2 separate regions of the Macaca mulatta genome follow, and region 2 is linked to region 1. A link is a contact called in public Hi-C data. All regions are on one chromosome and are shown on one strand. The core of a region is the stretch at or near the end of the contact, and the rest is flanking DNA. Distances in the headings are between cores, read along the strand shown.

Region 1 (3,978 bases), core at 373-2,872:
CAGGGGTGTAAATCACTAGCGGTATATGACATACATGTGCATAGAAAAAGGGCAAGGAGGAAACAACTCCTAAATATCAGTAGGGGAGATTGTGTTTTCTAGGAGGGCCACAAGCTCCCCTGTGCCCTGTGCTCTTCATACAGTATGACCATGGTGGAGAGGTGTGATCTAAGTTCCCTCTCCATGCATTTGTGACTGTGGAGGCAATACAACTTCCGCCTGGTCCTCCTGGGATGCTCACATTGGAAACTGACACTGGTGTTAGAAAGCACATGGAAAGGCCACACATGGGTGAACTGGCGCTAACCCTGCTGACCTCAGCTGACAACCAGCATCAATCACCAGACACATGAGTGAGGAAGCTCCTCTGTGACCTCTGACTGAGACCCTGTGAGAGACCCCAAGCATGAGCAGCCTAGCTTAGCCTAGCCAACCACCAGAATCAGAAATTAAAAATGGATGTTGTTGTTTAAAACAACGGAGTTTGGGGGTGATTTGTTATACAGCAATAGCTATCCAGAAAAAGAGTATTTAACTTCTACGTTGTGAGATCATGGATATTAACAATACTTTTCCATATTTTCCAATATTTCTATAATGACCATTTATTTCTCTTATAATCAGTAATTTAAAAAAGGGAAAATTTGGTCTAAACACGAATTTAGGGACTTAAACTAGACTTGGAGAAAAGCTTTCTATGCAAGATTTATTAAATACTGGAAAGGATGAGGAAGATAAATTTAAGTCAATATGATGGAAAGAGTGGTGGATTTGGAATGAGGAAACTTAGAAATGAATCTGTTTTCTGGGTGACCTTGAGCAAGCCTTTGCTAAAATTTGGTTTTCTATTTTGAAAAATGCAGCTGGCTGCTTAAGGAAGATAACATCCACCAGGGCGCCTGGCCCAGAAAAGACACTCTGTAAGTGGTAGGTGGATCCTGTCTAATCAATGCCAATTATAACCAGGCATCTGCAAGCTTTGTGGAGGGCGCATCTTTCACTGCTACCAGAGCCTACAGTTCTAATAATGAAAATTGCCTGGAAAAGAACCACAACTCTTAAAAAAAAAAAAAAATCCAAAACCACAAAGTGGCTTTTGCAGCGGTCCTTGCCTGTGACGCCGGGCCATGGCTGGAGCCCCTAGCTCCTCATCTCTCAGAAGCCTCCATCCTGTATCAATGGCAAGAGAGTCCGGGGGTGACAGACAGTGGGGCCGGCAGCCGAGCCAGGCAGGACGCTGCGCGCCGAGTTGCTGGAGCCGGTGTCCCGGCAACCCTGGAACGCGCCTCCGTGGGAGAAGCAGGCGGCCGCAGCGTCCCTTTTGCTCTCGGCTCTCGGTTCCTCGGCCTCGGCGTGGCGTGCGTTCGGCAGGCAGTTTGGCTGCCAGTTGGTTCGTTGGTCCCAGCCGCATGCTCCGTGGAGGCCTCTGAGCACAGACCGGGGCCTCCCCTGGGGAAGGGTGTGGGAAGACTCTGAGGTGGAAAAGAAGGAGCTGGATGGGGGGGTGCAGCGAGCCTGGCTTGGGCTGGGGGCGGACTTGCTGGAGCTCCGAGGGCTTCCAAACCACGCATCGCCCAGGTGGAGGGAGGGAGGCTCTGGTTTAGAGGCCAGTCCTGCCCGCCTGACTTTCGGTGGCTTGTGGAATTTGTTTGTTTTGACTGATACCTTTCTTAAGAGGTTCTTTTCTTTGTCTCTGGGTTGCTTCTAATATTTAAAATCAACATGTGCACAGATGAGTCCATCCATGATCACTGGAAACGGTCCACGGGGCTGCTGTCTCCCCTCTATCTCAAGCGCGACCCGCGGCAGAGAGCTGGAGAAGGTTCCAGAAAAAAGGGACTCTGGCATGACCGAGGTGGAGAGGACCTACAGTTGAGTTCTAAGAAATCCAGAGCACTCACTGGGTGTGGAGTTGGTGGCCACATCCAAGTATACTACATCCGGGGGCGGGGGCAGGTGGAGGGCACCATTTGAAATTTAGAAGGAAGCTAATTTGGGGGCATGTAAAAAGAGCTGCTTGAATAGTAGCTTATGGCTGTGCTAACTCGAGATTTGATTAGGCAGAGAGCACCACCGAAGCAGAGTCTCATAAATTACCTCACTGGATCTCCCTTATGAGTAAAGGGAGCCAGAGATTTGACCTTCCCAGTGCTTGGGTTAATAAATGGTGAGCCTGGGATTTGACATGAGCTTGAGATTTGACGTGAGTCTGCCATACTCCCGAGCCTGTGTCCTTTCATCTTTGCTCAGCTATTAATAGGTTTGTGTCACTGTTTATTGGATGGGACAGTTTAGGTGGGAATTATGAACACTTTAAAAATTAAATGATGGCTGGTAGCTCCATAATTGGTTAAGGCCAAGGAGGATATTCAGGGACGCGTTTGCCTTTAGAGAACAGTGTCATGGCGCCTGAACAGCCACAGTCGCCCAGAAAAGCTCAGAGCGCGCCTGCGCTCAAGTTGTCATTTACCTGTTATGGGTGAGAGGCCTGAGTGCTGCAAAAAGGGATTGTGAAATGTCCAGACTTTGCTGGATCAGATCTTAGCTTTCTCCCTGGTCTTCTGTATTCTGGGTCTGTGATCTCATTCTCCTTCACAGTGGGGAGAAAGGAGGGAGGTACAACTCATTCCACCCAGCTATTAATATAAGCTGGGACCGCAGAGAAGGAGGAGCTGGAGGAGTTAGAACTATTAATTGTCCAAGTGTGTCTGGAACAGCAAGGAGAAAAGGGTTCTGGGATTCTCAAACTTTAAGCTCCAGACCTTCCTGCAGTTTCCAGTTTGGTTTGGGGTAAAGGAAGAAGCTGCTGTTTTAAGGATGTCCTAGGGAGGATCCATGTTTTTGAGTTAGGGGTACCAGAAGGGCACCAGGTCCCAGACCACATTAATGAAAGACCCATGGTGTCCTTTCCTGCTGTGTAGGAGAGTCTATTCAGGAAAACACATCTGAGTTTAGCTTAACATGGAATCTATGGATTTCAGGAAGGAAGGGGCTCCACAAATCAATTGAAGATACGAGTGTGTGTGTGTGTGTGCATTTTTCCATCAGAGAAACGATTGCTTTCATTACTGCTTATGGGGGAGGGGATATAATAAAAAAACAGGTTAAAAATTTCTGTCCTTGATCCTTAGGCCCATTATGAAGCAGATAAGCAGGGGTGGGAAATAGTGTTTGGTTAAATGAATATCCATGTTAAACAAACATGGCTTGATGTATTATTTTTCTCCCTGCCAGACAGAGCTATTGTGACAATCAGCTGAGATGACAAACATATGAAAGTGCTTTGGTTATGTAAGGTGTTATTCCTGCCTAAAAAAATGGAAATAATTATCCTGAATTCCACAGATGGCAATAAAGAAACAGACTTTCTTCCAAATTCTCTTTTTTCCCTTGAATTCCTTTCTGGTTACAAGAACCTTCTCTTGGCCTTTAATTACATCATTTCTTCTTATTTTGTGGTGTTTTAGAAACTTGTCAGAATTTTCTGGCTTCTGGCTTATTTGACATTTATTGCACTTGAATAACAATTTTCATGATAAATGGTGAACCTTTCAAGCAGGGTGTATCTCCTTAGCGTGTTTGTTTCTCCCCATAGCCTTCTGAGCTAGATGGGGGAGAGGGAAGCCATTGGGAGCTGGGGGTGGAGAAGTAATTGGCTTGCTTGGAGTAGCTGGATGGTACTCTATGCAGTGGGAGCATCAGTATTAGTATTAGCATCAGTATTAATAAGTGTTCAGACTTGTAATTCCAGCTTCTCTTCCAGCTAATCTTCTTTTACCAGGGGAAGGGCGGGGAGGCATCTTGAGGACATGTTTAAGTGTCTCCAGCTCAAATTTGAGGTTGAGTTACTCTTAGGAAGATCCTGTAGTCAGCTTGATCTAGAGAGTGTGCTGTTGGTCAGTTTAGCAAGAGATTGCTCTTCCCATCCTTGTCCATCAGATAAGCGTTCCCCATTATAGTGGCCACAGGCCACTTTCT
Region 2 (3,978 bases), core at 1,023-3,522, 73 kb before region 1:
GTGTGGCAGTCCCTTTTATGGCCACATGAGGTCAGCATTGAGTCACCCACTGGCCCCAGTACCAGAGCTTGCACTCTTGACAGGAATCCTTTCCAACACTCCAGAAATGGGGAGAGGGACCATTGCAGTGTTATCTGAAAGGGTGACTTGGGGACTTTGACTTAGGCCACAGCATAGTTAGGGGCCTGACCTCGCCTCTTCAGCTCCAGTCTTCTCTGAGGCTGGGCCTCTGGTCTTTCTCTCTGTTGTTTTCTGGTTCCCTTTGTGCCCCCACTCCCCACCTCCACCCACCCCAGCTAGGCTCATCTTCAGGAAACAGGCCTGGTTTCCATGGTGACCAGCCGGTCAGCTGGCTCCTTCCACCGCCCCCTCCTTCACCCCCCTTTCCTGTAGCTTCCAGGGAAGGGTACTGTGTGTGAATGGAGAAGGCAGGGGTAGCCTTTTGTCTCTTTGGAGCTCTAGGGCTGGCCAAAAGAGCTAAACTGTCCCTCCTCCAAAGCCTTTTGAAGTGGAGACAGAAAGGCAGTGGGGGTGAGTGTCAAGAGGAAGATTATAGTGCCTAAATGGGGAGCACGAGAGGATCCTCCGTAGGTTTGGAAAGGCCAAGGTTAGGGGCTCTGCTCTCTGTGGGCAGTGAGGACTGAATTGCGTGGAAGGGGCTGAAACTGGAACAAGAAGGGCTGGAGTTAGCTGTGAGGCCAGCTTCCCAAAAAGCATGGGCGGGAGATGCTGGAATGAGTCACCAAGTGAGATTCTGCCTCTGCCAAGGGAGTGAACAAGACCACCGCCTCTTCTGGACAGCCGCCTTCCTCTGGGCAGGGAGAATGGGCCCATCAACCTGGAGAGGGCCATGCAGGCTGGATAGCTCTAAGCAATAGGTGGACAGAGAGCCACCTTCACCTGCCTGGAAAGGGAAGAGTACTAAAACGAAGACAGGGCCAGGAGTGTACTAGAGGGGTGGGAACAGTGGCTGTTCCCAATAAGGGGAAGGAACATCCTGGGCAGATCAGTGTGCTTGTACCCTATCCCCCAAAATCAGACATCAAACTAACTCCCTACCCACAAATATTCCCCATAGACTTTTGAGTGGGAAAGATCTGAATTCTAGGACTAGCTCTGTGAGTGCTAGCAGGTGACCTTGAGTAAGCCATTCACTCTCCCTCTGCCTTGGTTCCCTATGAGTAATTGGCGAGAACAGTTACTGTATGTCAAAGACTCTAATGACACATAGTAGGATTCCACAGTAACTGTGTATGCACAAGATTGATCATGCATGGCTTTTATTACATCCTTCATAATGGTTGGTTTTCCTGTTCTTTTCTCCCCATTAGACTTTGTGCTCCTTGAGGGAAGGAAACTGTGTTTCACTTCTGTACTGGTTACACAATAGGTACCCAACACCTGTTTACTGAATGGAGACATCCAGGAATGAATGAATGAATGTCAGGGTCCTTCCTGCTGTGCCAGGGAATGCAGGCAAGAGCAGTGTGGGATGGCCTGAAAGGATAGCCTGCTTGCAATGGCTCAGCCTGGCCTGCTTCCTACACCCACAAGTCGGAGCCTTAGAAATTGTCCAGTCAATTTCCTCACTGCACAGATGAAGAAATTAAGGCTCAGAGAGAGGAAGGCACTTGCCCAAGGTCACATAACTCCTTAATGACAGAGACAGGATTGAGAATTAGAACTCAGGTTTCCTGCCCTCCAGCGTAGGGCATTGCACACACTTCACTGCTTCTCTGGAGCTGCTCTTTTAGGGAAGGAAGATGGTTCAGTGAAGGCCGGTTCCAATGTCCTCCCTCTGCCCTCTGTTAGTCCTTTCCCACCTCTAGCTTCAGTCTCTTCCCTTTCACCCTATTCCATTCCTCTGGAAGTCTAGCTTCTGCTTTAACCCTTCACCATGCAACTGGGAGTAAGGATCTTCCCTAGGGTTTCAAGGATCAAGTTCCTCTCCCCACTCCTGTGCCCCAGGAACTTGGGGGAACCAGAGATGTGTGTGTGTGTGGCGGGGTGCTGTTAGTTGAACCTCGGGGACCCAGTCCACGGAGAACAGATGGAGAGGAGTTGCGGCATAGATTCTCCCAAGATGGGAGTGCGGGAGGGAGGTGCAGTGAGCAGGGCTGGGAGCGGGGAAGGGGTGTGGGGAGTCCCTGTTGCTTTACCCCTTCGGGGGGTGGTTATTAGGTAGGCTTGGGAAGGCGGAGTTTGGGGGGCTGGGGGCGGGGCTCGGCTGCGCTGGGAGGAAGGGGGGGCGCGCTGGCTCCAGCTCGGCTCAGACAAAAGGCGGCGGCGGGAGCGGGCGGGAGGCGGAGCGGCGCCGCGAGGGCCTCAAGGTGACACCCGCCCCCGGCCCCGGCCCCCCCGGCCCGGCCCCCCTAGCCTGCCTCCCACCCCCAACCCCCAGCCCCTTACTCCCGGTGCCCTTTCCGGGCCCCCTCCCCCCGGCGGGGGGTGGGGAGCAGCGAGGGCCCCGCCCCCTCCCGTCCTCTCCCCAGGGCCCGCGCAGGATGCCCCCGGCCCCTGGCAGCCCCCCGGGAGGTCCTGAGCTCGACGCGCCCCCTCTACGCCATGTCCCCCCCTGGCTCGGCTGCGGGAGAGAGCGCCGCCGGCGGCGGCGGCGGCGGTGGCGGCCCCGGAGTCCCGGAGGAGCTCACGGCGGCGGCGGCAGCGGCGGCGGCGGACGAGGGCCCCGCCCGAGAGGAGGTGAGAGTCGAGGGCGCCCCTTCCCCGAGCGCGGCCGCAGCCTGGCCCCCCATCCCCCATCGCACGCGGCCCCCGCCGGTTCCGCCGCAGCGCGGCCGGCGCCCCGCACCCCGAGCCGGCAGCTGCAGCCGCAGTCCGCGCCGCCGCCCCCACCCGGCGGCGGTCCGCGGTGCCGGGGAAGGGGCCGCGCCGGGGGCGGGGCTCAGGGGTCCCGGGCAGGGGGAGGGGCCTAGGGGCGGAGCCTCGCGGACCCTGGGCTTATGAGAGAGGGGACTAGGCTCTACCGGGGTGGGGACGGTGGCAGGGATCCTGTCTCACAGAGGGGGATGCTACCCTGAAGGCCAGGAAGGGAGACCTGTAGGGGCTACAGAACGAGGAGGGTACCATGGGGAAGTGGTGGTGTTACCTGATCTAGGACCCTAAGGAGGTCAGATGTGTACAGGGGGATCCCCCCTGTGGTCATTGGGAGTGTGTGTGTGGGAGGGGGGGTGTGCACCTCTCACGAGGCTCCTGCTGCTTCCTCATATCCCTAGTTGGGGTCACTAGTCCTCAGTCCTCTGAACCTGAAGACAAAGAGACGGAGGAAAGTACCAAGAGCACCCCCACTCCAGCCTCCCATGCACACTTGTGCACACGCATGCACCCTGCACTAGGGCAGAGGCACACAAGAGGGGATAGGCCTGCAGGTAAAGCCCCTTTCAGAGGTACCCACATGGGGACAAGCGCACAACCAGGTAGGCACACGAAGGGGCCCATGTGTTCATACCTCCTAAGGACAAGGCTCCCCGAAAGGCACATGTACCCTAACCTCCTTGTCCACATGTATTGTGTGCTATTTCCTAGCTCGCCTAACTATCCATACTTCTAGATCCAGGGCTCGATGCCTATTATTGTACCTTCTTTTCCACTCTTTTCCTCTCTTCCCTCTCTTCCCTGGCTGGCCTCTAGGTCAGGCTTGAGGAATTGAGGGGGTAAGTCAGGATCCCAGCAGGCAGCTGTGTGTGTGTGTGTGTGGTGGGGGGATGGGTTCCTAAAGCTAGAAAGCAGAGAGGAGGGGTGGGAAAACAGGCCACTACAATAAATCAAACTCAACACTCAATTAGGATGTGGCTGCTGGGGGCCAGCACCACGGTAGGCACCTAGGATGCAAAGAGAATGAAGTGTGGGTCCTCAGGAGTACCCAATCTAGTGGGGAGCCCGACATGTAAACAAATCCTGGGCCAACCCTGGGACAGAATGTGCCAAGTGCTTTAAAAGACAGGCTCCAAGAGAGTACCA

The links. Hi-C and Micro-C count contacts between places; a contact is called where the count stands out from the background.
Region 2: a Hi-C map of liver shows a contact between it and region 1, with 15 times the contacts expected there. The contact joins the promoter of TMEM151B here to the promoter of SPATS1 in region 1. A contact is called at or near these places in 5 of 14 Hi-C or Micro-C datasets (cortical neurons, fetal cortex germinal zone, fetal cortical plate and 2 more).

What each region holds. Positions count from the first base shown.
Region 1 is chr4:137,771,246-137,775,223 of T2T-MMU8v2.0, reverse strand. It overlaps SPATS1 (spermatogenesis associated serine rich 1), which reads left to right and starts at 1,622. Exons shown (of 8, transcript XM_078001047.1): 1 at 1,622-1,871. The coding sequence starts at 1,733.
Region 2 is chr4:137,844,755-137,848,732 of T2T-MMU8v2.0, reverse strand. It overlaps TMEM151B (transmembrane protein 151B), which reads left to right and starts at 2,272. Exons shown (of 3, transcript XM_077999839.1): 1 at 2,272-2,700.